2 separate regions of the Sus scrofa genome follow, and region 1 is linked to region 2. Evidence: chromatin contacts called from public HiChIP or PLAC-seq data. All regions are on one chromosome and are shown on one strand. The core of a region is the stretch at or near the end of the contact, and the rest is flanking DNA. Distances in the headings are between cores, read along the strand shown. Region 1 has its middle 33 kb from the start of POMP. Region 2 holds the start of FLT1 (vascular endothelial growth factor receptor 1).

The links. HiChIP or PLAC-seq counts read pairs in DNA pulled down with a chosen protein or histone mark.
Region 1: a contact with region 2 is called in an H3K27ac HiChIP or PLAC-seq map of alveolar macrophages. The contact joins the enhancer-like site here to the promoter of FLT1 in region 2. A contact is called at or near these places in 1 of 5 promoter capture datasets (liver), 7 of 47 Hi-C or Micro-C datasets (embryonic fibroblasts, fetal heart ventricle, heart right ventricle and 3 more) and 2 of 2 datasets of contacts at active chromatin or transcription factors (alveolar macrophages and skeletal muscle).

The regions. Positions count from the first base shown.
Region 1 is chr11:5,917,454-5,922,944 of Sscrofa11.1, forward strand. No RefSeq gene overlaps it. Among named protein-coding and RNA genes, the nearest start is that of POMP, 33 kb to the right of the region's middle. Within about 2 kb of position 3,933, at least 2 of the 83 cell types and tissues checked have an H3K27ac peak or open chromatin away from gene starts, as enhancers often do. A contact at or near this core is called in alveolar macrophages, where this site is marked.
Region 2 is chr11:5,793,579-5,799,075 of Sscrofa11.1, forward strand. FLT1 (vascular endothelial growth factor receptor 1) reads right to left here and starts at 3,517. Exons shown (of 30, transcript XM_021065525.1): 1 at 3,239-3,517.

The DNA of each region.
Region 1 (5,491 bases), core at 2,683-5,182, 120 kb after region 2:
CAGGTCCCTCACCCAGCCGGGCATGAATTATAGCATAAACAGATTACACCCTAAAGAAACTGGGTCGGGGGATGGGGAGGGGGAGAGAGGACGCTGAAGGTACCACCAGAGCTGTTTTTCTGGCTGAGATGAGTTCATTGGGGTCAGGGGCGGAAGGAGAAGAATCGGAGGAAGTGGGGGGAGGGGCCAGATGCCGAGAAGCTTTGGAGAAGGGGGCAACGTCTTCCACCAAAACCAGCCCCGACTGGCGCTCCTTGGAGGCCTAGCGATGAAGATGCGGCGCTGTCCCCGCTGCTGCTGCTGCTGCGCAGATTAGCTCCCTGTTCTGGGAACGTCCTCCTGCGTGGGCGTGGCCAAAAAACAAACGAACCAAACAAACCAAGGACAAGCCCGGGTGGCAGTCCCTGAGTCTGGGGGGGCGGCCTTTGCTCAGGGCCAGCCCCAGGCATGGGTGAGGGCTCCCTGGGCTCTCTGATAGGGCATGGTGCCTAAGGAGACCCCCCAGCTTCCCAGCCACACCCGTCCCCAGCTTGGGGTGCATGGAAGGGCCAAAGGAAAGGGAGGCCACACGCGGGACATCACCGTGGGGGCAGGGGCTCAGCAGGGACTAAGGACAACACTCTGGACCCAGGGGTGGGTCCCAGCTCATTGGAGGCCAAAGACAACCCTGGAACAGACACAACCTGCTCTAGTCCCCCGCCCATCACAGACATAACAAAACATTAAATAAGCCTCCCTTAATCCAGAACTAATCCTGACAGAAGGAAAGGGAAGGAGAGAAATTGGAGGACCGGAGCTGACCGAGGGGTGACCCCAAAGCAACAGCGTTAAACTGGACATGACCAAGCGACTCGAATGGGCAAGAGCCAGGCTCCCAGCACCGGGAGGAAGCAGGGCTGGCGCGCCGCACTGGCTTCGGCCACGCAGTGGAATTCCTGTCCTCTGTGCAAACGATGGGCCCAGCAACAGCCTGCAGAAACTTGGGACGTAGGCCCTCTGGGAGGGCAGGAGCTTTGGGGGTGACCCTTCAGTGACAATGACCCAGGACCCGAAGCTGGCTGGTGGGGACCCAACACCAGTGCCTGTCCCTCACCTCCCAGGCCAGGCTTCCATCACTGTCACTGCCTGCCTGGCCCTGTTCTCCTCCGAAGGCAGGAGGCACCACACTGAGAGTAACAAGGGCAGGTAAACTGAGTTTCTACGACAGCACGGGTTTAAATGAAGGACTCAGAAATTCCCACATCATCATGCCCGCGTGTACACCGAGACCATGACATTGAGGGGGGATGCGGGGAGCAGGAACAAGCTTCCTTAACGTCAAAACCTAGATGGGGCAGAGCGGGGCTTGGGGAGTGAGCAGGGAGAGGCACCCCCCATCCTTGCCAGGCCCCTGGGTCTCGGTGACTCAGGGTCAGAGGGGAGCCACGGGGAGCCCCCATCCCTCCAGGTGCTTAGGGGCGGGGCCCTGGCAGGGCCTCCCTGAGGCTAGAGGGTTAGACCTCAGTCCTTCCTCAGAGAATGCACGCCTTACCTTTTTCGGGAGGGAATTTAATTGGAATTGTCCAAGAACTTATACCCATTTTCATCAGGACCAAACACCTTTTCACAGTTACGGAGAAGAATCTTACGGGTTCCTAACTTTTTTGCATAAAGTCCTGTCCGAATGCCACCCCCACCCCAAGCTGAGAATGGAGTATCTTAGCATTGAATTTGGAGGCACGGACCACCACCGCTCCGTGATGACTGAGGAGTCACCTTCTCATGCGACGCCTCATCCCCGCCCCAGAATCAACTATGCGTAGCACAGAAACAGAGAAACGTATTTAAAAGCTTGTTATGAGTAACCTTGTAAGTTTATCATGAGTACATTTATTTCCAGTGATAAGCGAAAGCCGACACCTCTGTATAAACTGTCTAGATAAGTACGCATGATGTTTAAGAAGCACTTGTTGAATGAAAAGTGTCTCAGTGATTATACCTAAATGTCTCCTTCGATTTCACTGCACAGAAGAAGCTTATTATGTTAATCACACCTGTCATTTATATCCAGGGTACTGCTGTTCTTTTATTGTAAGGCGACAGTTTTCACGTGGGTAAACCCAGTTTATCCTATCAAATTGTTTCTTGCTGGCTTTCGGGGTGGGATGGGCGAGCGATGTGGGGGTGATCAAGCCCTTGGGGCCTTGGGGTCTGGGGTGACCACACAGGCTTATGTCCAGATAAACAGCCACGCGTGAATCCCTGGTGGTCGGGCCCAGGGAGCGAGAAACAGACGCATGCTTGGTGGGACTGTGGACTCAGGCGTGAGCCGAGTTGGAAGCCTGTCCTACTCTCTGCTTACAAACCCCCAGGTGATGTGACATTTTCACAGCTCAGCCAGCACCGTTTCCTGGCATTGAATGTTAAAGAACATCTAAGGTCCCTGAGGTTATTTTGAGCAGGGAGAGCCAGAGGTGAGAGTACTAACATGACCACGTGACTAAGCACCAGAGGACAAAGGTGTGGTGGACCCTCCCACCCCCAAATTCATATGCAGAAACCTAATCTCCAAGGTGATGCTGGTATTAGGAGGTGGGGCCAGGGCAGGAGGATGCATTCTGTCCTCATAAGAGACCCCAGAGAAAGGCCTTGCTCTCCCGCCCCGTGAGCACACAGCAAGGAGGTGCCAAGAACCAGGAAGTGGGCTCTCACCGAACCCTGAGTCTGCTGGTGCCTTGATCATGGATTTCTCGGCCTCCAGAATCGGGAGAAATTTCTGCTGTTTCTAAGCCACCCAGCCGATGGGAGTTGTTCCAGTGGCCGGGGTGGAAAGAAAACCCCCCTTTCCCGCATAAGAGGTCTTTGCGTGCGGTGGATAAAAATGGAAGTGGGCAGCTGAATCCTTCGGTCCGTACACTTGCTGCGTTTTATTTATAACACTGCCATGATGCTCCTTGTGTGCGGGGCACGCTTCTCAAGGCTTGACTCAGGCTAAGGCGCTCACTCACAACCCTGAGCCTGGCACTCACCCAGGGAGGTGCAGCTGGGCTGCGGACCTCTCACGGCTGGGGCCAGCCTGTGCTGCTTCTCCGTGGGTCAGCAGGGCCAGGTGGCACCGCGTTCCTCTCCTCTGGCCCCAGTCACCTCGGTGACCGTGCAATTATTTGTTGACTCGTTCGCCACCCTGTACCCCGCAGCGGCAAACACCAGATCTGCCACAGGACCCGGCGCAACACCTGGCACGTGGCAGGCCCTCAAAAACGAATGGCTGGATTCGAGGATCTGTTCTCTTCATCTGGAATAGATGCAGAGCTGAACTGACAACAGGAACAGTCTTAGAATTCATCTTGTGGGGTTGAAATTGATACATTCCAAGTCTATGAGACATTTCTAAGTCTGTAAGAGTCTAAAAACTATGGTTTTGCAAAATAGCAATTTGAGATACCATCTATTAAAAACGTACTATTTTCTAGGCAGCATGTTAAGCATGTGACATGCATTTTCTCATTTAATTCTTGTCACAGCTCTATAAAGTAGGTTCTACTTTGTCTCTTTCTCTCTCTTTTTTTTCTCTTTTCTTTTTTTTTGCAAGATCAGATGTACTAGCCCAGCACGGAGTAACGTGTAATTGGGTTAACTGGTTCAGAACACACTGCTGTCCCAGGCATGGCCCTCTCTTGTTCATCGTTTAGTCATTTATTCATATCTTCAATAACAAAACCACCTTGTCCGTGAACCTGCTGCCCAACCCCCTCTCTTGCTCTCCCCACACACAACCATGACCCAGAACTGTGCATTCTTTGCTTCTCTCTCGTGTGCCCAGATGCTTTATTGCTCTTTCAGTTTGATTTGGACGTGATGAAAAAGGGTGGCACGCTTGTTCACCAGGCATCTCACTCCTCGGGGCCGTCCGCACTTGCACAAGCAGCTGCGGTTCATTCAGTTTCTCTGCTGCATAATTTTCAGTTTCTCTGCTGCGTCATTTTCCCATAGATGCTTCTGCTCCTGGGCAGTTCTGCTGCTTTCCATTCTTTGTTTTTAGGAAGGGCTGTTTCTCTTGGGCATGATGTTATTTTCAGGGGAAGGAAGAGCAGCACGGAGAAAAAAGTAACTTGCCCAAGATCTCCCAGCCAGTAAGTGGCTGAAACAGAATTTGAACCTAGATCATCTCTCTAGCTCTGAAGCATGTGGGGTTTTGTTTGTTTGTTTTTGGCTGCTCCTGTGGCATGTGGAAGGTCCTGGGCCAGGGATCAAACCCATGCGGCAGCAGTGACCTGAGCTGCTGCAAGGATGCCAGATCCTTAACGTGCTGTGCCACAAGGGAACTCCAAAAGCATGGGCCTTTCACCACTGTATCCAACAGCCTGCATCAGCCCTCCCATGAGAAAAAGGTAACAAGAGGTAAAGAGAACTTTTTCCTTCCTCATTTTACTGGTAGACAGTTACCCCACCCTCGCTTTGTCTTTGGGAGAAGAAAAACTTGTACGTTGAGTTAATTAGCCTTTCAAATAAAATCACCTACCCGCTTGGATGTGGTAGCTTTCCACTCCCCACTTCAAAAACTGATGGTTGTTGGGTACAATGTTTATCGCAGAGATTACACGTCCAAATAATTTGCTTTTACACCCACGATCTCTTCAGCTCTTGACTTGGGGTCTAAATGTCCTTTACAATAGAATCCATGGCACGCACCCATGTGTATTTTTTAAAATCAAAAGTTTTAAAGAAGAAAATGATGGAAAAGTCAAGTAACATGTTCATTCCTACAGCCTACTATCATGTTCCGGATGCAAGATAACCAAGCTCGCCTCTTCTGGTTAAAAATAGGTTTTACAAGGAAAAACAGCTCCGTAAAATCAAAGAAGCTCCAATCATATAAACTGTAGATCAGTATTTGCACACAAACGATTTTACTTATTTGTGAAGGAATTTTCCAAAGAAAATGCTAAGTTATTTGGAATTTAGAAAAAACCCGAATGAATGCAATATGTGTTTGCACTTAGGCAGTTTGCTCTTTGAAAAAATAGACATTGCTGTACTTTGGGCGCTGTACACCCTGAGTTTGTGTAGGTGTTCGATGTGGACCAGACGCAGGTCAGGTTCTGGCTCCAGAAACTTCACTGCCCCCACGCTCTCAGCCTTGCCCTCCTTACAACATACTGTTCTGCAGGCCAGCTATTTCCTCACCAGCTATTTCCCACTTCTGCTTCCAGCCTTTCTGTGCATATGGATTTGAGGCAGACCGAAGTGTTTATGGAGACTCAAAAATATAAAACAAAAAACGTTTAGACTCACGCAACAACTTCACTGAAGGTTTAGAAAATAGAAGGGAAAAAAATCTAACCTCTTCTCAACACCCTGACCCCAACTCCTGCTGTGGTTGTGTTTTTCCTTTTTGTCTTGGCCTGTGTGTATACCCATCACCGAGAGGGGCCATTGGGGACGTGTCTACAATCCCCCATCCCTACCTATGTCGTAGCGGATGCTCCCCAAAGCAGGCTCTGCGACAGGG
Region 2 (5,497 bases), core at 2,267-4,766:
AAGCAAGTTCTCAGAGGGTACGACTTTGGCTTGCCTCCCGGTTCATCCATCTAATTGGAACTATTACTTGTTCTTTAGAAACTAACGGCCTTCCGATCAGAAAGAATATTTAACTGTTCCTGCCCTTTGAGTTTAAAGAGCATTTTTTATAAATATGCCGAACCCTACTCATTTCCTTCCCAGGAAGTTTTTTTTTATTTAACTTATTTTATGTTTCTGTAGCTTACTTCTTGTACCTTTCCTCCACACTGCTTGACAGGCGCTCCAAAATCTGGCTCTCTGCGCCCGGACGGACTGAAGAAGGAAGCTTAGCCGCTGAGCCCCGCTGAGCAGAAAAGGCGAGTCCGAGCCCCTAAACGCCCTCGGGTTTTGGCGCCCCAGTGCGCGCTGCCTCCACACCAACAGGCTCTGAGCCCCGGGCGGTTCTGCGGCCAGTGTCCCTAACGCCGCGCAGAGGCGCGGACCTCACCGATTCCTCAAACCGCATCTTTTTGGTCCATATCGTTTGCCCTTTCCTCGCTTGGAATTTAAAGGCTAGGCTTGCAATGCCGAAACTTAACAGTATGTGGGTCCTCGACTGCCCTCGCCGGTCAGGGTCCCGCAGGTCGGCGACCCGGGCTGGACCGGTGGCAGAGACTCCACCCTGATGGCAGCTCGCAGGCCCGGCGGTCGGCGACGAGGAGCGGACGCTGGGGAACAGTCCCCAGGACACGCGGCCTCGGGGGCCCGGAGCGGGTCGAAGGATGTTAGCTTTTGCCATCTCCTGGCATCTGGGTGCTCCCATCAGGCAGCGATGCCTTCCAAAGGGGCTCACCTCCTTCCCTCGGGAGGAGCGACATCGTAGCCAGGGCCCCAAATCGCCAAGGCCAGGCCTCCGGCCATTCCTCGGGCAGCCTCACGGGCGTCCTAAGAGCCCCCGCTCCGGGGCCCGGCGGACCCGGCCAGGCAGCCGGGGAGGAGGCGCTGGGGTCTGGCAGGTCCGGGTGCGCCGCGCTCTCCGAGCCCAGAGCCGGGCAGGGAGCCCCGACTTGGGGGAGGTGGCCAAGTAGAGAGGTTCGGCGACTCCCGCGGCAAAGAGGATCGCGGGACCCGAGTGCCGCGATGCTCGGCGGAGCGCAGCCAACTGCTCTCCGAGGCGCCCACCCCGACCTCCCGGCGGGGGAGAGAGGGCGCCACGGCCCCGGGAGAGTCCGCTGCAACCAGGGCGCCCAGCTCCCTCCGCGCCCGCTCGCCGCGGCTGCAGCCGGCCCCGGCGCGTGCCCCCGCCCCGGCCACCCCGCGCCGGCCCCCGGCCCCGGCCCCGGCCGCGCCTCACCTGTGAGAAGCAGACCGCCGAGCAGCGCGCACAGCAGGACCCCGGTGTCCCAGCAGCCGACCATGGTGAGCGCGACGCGGCCTGCTCGCCCGGTGCCCGCGCTCCTCGCGGGCGCCCGCCGCTGCCGCCGGAGCCTGTCTCTTGTCGCAGCGCCGCCGCCGCCGGCCCTATGCCCCGAGCGCCCCTCTCCGCGGCTCCAGCCCGAGAGACAGCCACCTCCCCCGGTAATCCGCGCCGCCCGGCGTCCTCGGGCCGTTGCCTTCCAGCCCCGGAGCCCGCTCCGCGCCGCCGCCGCTGCCGCTGCCGCCGCCGGGGAGGAGCCGCGAGGAGTGTCCGGCCGGCGCGCTCCCAGCCTCCAGCGGACCTCGATTAAGAGGAGCCGAGGGCGGGGGCGATTTATAACCTTTCCCCGGCCCACTTCCTACCCCGGCACCTCCTTCCAGTGACGTCAAGGGGTCCCCCACCCCTCATCCGCCTCCCCACCTACCTTCTTCCTCCGGGACCTGAGTCCCTACGGCTCGGGAGGGGGCGGGAGCCGCCGGGGGCGGGGAGGGAGCGCGCGTGGGAAGGCGCGGGCAGCGCGGCCGGGGAGTGGCGCCCGGCAGGTTCAGGGTCCTTGCTCCCGTCTCCCGCCCCGGTCCCCTCTTCCTCCTCCTCCTCCTCCTCCACCTCCTCCTCGAGCTCTCAGGAAATCCTTGCCGTCTCCCTCCGCCCGGCTTACTCAGCCCTGGGGGCCGCCCGAAGCTGGGAAGGGGACAGGGCTGGACCTCCACCGCCCGGGCCGCGGGGCGGAAAGTCCGACCCTGGGAAGCTGGCTGCGCCTCCACGCCGGTGTCCTTGGCACGGAGGGCCGAGGCTCAGGCCGGCTCCCTCCCCTTCCTTGCTCTTCCCGCCTTGTCCCGCCGCCCCCGACTCCTCCACTGTCCCCAGACGTCTAGGAAGGCGCCGGACACGCTCGGCACAGGGGACTGCGCCAGGAGCGCCCTCGGGGGCCGGACGCTTGGCTGGCACCTTCGGGAAGACAGCGAAGCCGCTCAGGTCCCTGGGGAGCGCGACTGTGTCTTTTTCGGCCGCACAGATGCACCCGCCCAAGTCATTTCCTAAACCCTCCGCTGCCTAGAAGCAAAACAAGCAATAACCTCTTGATACCTTTGAAAAGGCAGAGGCACGAAGCTGCTCCTGCAACTCCTAGGGGCCGAGCCCTTGACCTTTATTTCCTAAATGCTCGAGAGGAATCTTTCTGATGGCAGCTTGCTACGCAAGACGAGTGACTCCGCGGCTCTTCGAACAAAACCCGGTGAAACGAACGTGAGGCACTAAATCATTTGCGACCACACGAATTCCACCTTGGTCCCCAATTATGTCTCCATTACCTCAAAGGTTGCTATCGTCCCAGGCTCCACGGCGAGGCCCCGTCTTGTCCCTGTAAATCCCGCTGGTTTGAAAATAGTTCTATTGGAACCTGCCAGGTGGTCACGGTAAAAGGAATGTGATGGCTTCTAAACAGCCGGCCAGCGACTCTTCCTGGAGGACTGGACTGCCTCCTACCCGGGAAGGTTAGGCAACCCGAAGCTGCCACTCCTCTGGGCGGCAGGGCAGGGACAAACCTCCGCCCCTGGGCGCCCGACGCGGGAACCCCGAGGCCGCGTACCTGGGGCCGGGGCGCGGGAGCAGCAGCTCCAAGCCTGTGCGCGTCTTCGGGCTTCGCCACCCCTTTTCCCGGGGCCCTTCTCCACTCGCCCTGGCTCTTTTTTCCCTCCTCCCCCAAGCTCGATTCCTCCAAAACTGCAGTATCATTCCGTGGACAGTGAATTACGAATCGCTGGATTCGAGGCTGACAGTGGGTCTTTCTCACAGCTCGTCCCCCAGGCTGGGTCCCAATCTGGGACCCACCTGCAGAGCCGCGGTGTGCCCCTGCCTCACCTCAGAGCCGCTTGGCACTCCCACGCGCTCTCCCAAGAAACGCAGTCAGCGGGGCCCCTGCTGCAGCCTCTCACCGAGCCAGGCATTGCGTTAAGCCCCAGACCACCGTGATGGGAAGACGGGAGACTGATGGCCTAAAGATGCCATGGCACTGTTGGGCGAGGACCACAGTGCTGGGGGAGCTTGGGTCCACGAGACAGGGCGGTAGGTCCCGAGAACTCGAAAGCGCTTCTTAGGAGAGACGGCTGGCTGACTTTGGCGATGGGGTTCATCCGTACAATCGTACAATCGACAAAAGTTGACCGCAACAACTCTTCAGGGGCTGGTTGAGAACCACTCCGCAAACGTGCTGCCAGAATTGAATACACATGGCGTTTATTTGTGGCGCCAGGAGAGTATTTGATGCGCAGCTGCAACAGCCTTGCTAATTTCAGATGTCAATCAGCAATGCCAGTGCTTGGCTCAGTTATTTTAAGGTTAAAAGAGTCTTGGTGGAAGCTAACTTCATTTACCCCCAAATCATCCTGCATGAAGAGCGGTTCTCCACCGATTCCCCAACTATTCTTTGGAAAAGTTTCAGGCTTTTTCATCACAATCAGCAGTTTCTTTACTACGTGGCTTTGGTTACATGCATTAACCTCCTCACAAAGAACTCAAGATGCTTCGAGTTGTCACATGGGTTTGTTCCTGATTTCATTTTAGCTCAGATAAATGTTAAATGACTAAGCTCAACTGATGAGAAATCAGGGTAAGGCTCTCAACTCTCCCGCCTCAAAAGAGATAATACCTTTGAAGGAGAATGGGCCACGGCACTCTTCCGGCTCCATCACGAAGGAAAGGGGTTAACAGATAGTAGTGATGGGAAAGATCCGTTTCCACACGCCTGGTCGCCTGGTCGCCCGGTCGCCTGGTCGGTATAAAAAGCCATTGAAGTCGACGATCTGCTTGCTTCCCGCTCACATACAAAAGAACATTTCATCTGCAAAACCAGACACTCTCTTGTTATCAGCTACAAACATTCTCTTGAGGATTCTTTTGAGTCCCTATTCAGAGGCACCCTGTGGGTAAAACCAGCAGCTTTAAGACTGAGTAACAGTGTGGGAGCATCACCGTGACAGACAGGAGGGAACCCAGGTCCCATCTTCTTCCAGTGGACCAAGAGTGGAGCTGGTCAGCTTGCGGTCACAGCCAGGGTTTTGTCCTCACATGGGTTAGGTAGCTTCAGCGCAAAGACCAACTACGCTCCATGGCTACACACCGCATAGCCTGAATACCTATGGTTGGTTATAAGAACCAAATGACTTTATAAAACCCTCGGAGTTGTATGAAAAAAGCGCTTCCCAGCGCTCTCCTACACTGTTGGTGGGTCTGTAAATTGGTGCCGCCACTATGGGAAACAGTATGGAGGTTCCCCAAAAAACTGAAAATAGAGTTGCCATATGATCCCACAATTCCACTCCTGGGCATATATCACAATAAAACTGTAATTCAGAAAGATATATGCTCCCCTATGTGCATAGCAGCATTATTTACAATAGCCAAACATGGAAACAATCTTGAGATCCATCAACAGATGAATGGGTAAAGATGTGGTACATACACACAAAGGAATACTACTCAGTCATAAAAAAGAATGAGGTAATACCATTTGCAGCAACATGGATGCATCACCATAGAGATTATGACACGAAGTGAATTGAGAAAGAGAAAGAAGACTAATACCGTGTGACAGCACTTATATGTGGACTCTAAAACATGACACAGGAGTTCCCGTTGTGGCTCAGTGAAAACAAATCTGACTAGTATCCATGAGGATGCAGGCTCGATCCCTGGCCTCACTCAGTGGGTTAAGGATCCGGCGTGGCCGCGAGCTGTGGTATAGGTCGCAGATGCAGCTTGGATCTGCTGGTGCTGTGGCTTCGGCGTAGGTCAGCAGCTGCAGCTCCAATTCGACCCCTAGCCTGGGACCCTCCATATGCCAAAGGTGCGGCCCTAAAAAGACAAATAAAAATAAAGACTAAAATGTGACACACAGGAATATATTTAGGAAATAGAAACAGACACAAAGACATAAAGAGCAGACGTGTGGTTGCTGAGCCGAGGGGTGGGGTGATGGATGAGCAGATTCAAACTATTACTTCTATCACGGATAAACAGCAGGTTCCTATTGTACAGCACAGGGAACTAGAGTCAGTATCTGTGATTAAACCTTCATGGAAAAGAACATGAAAAAGAACATATGTGTGTATCCCTGAATCA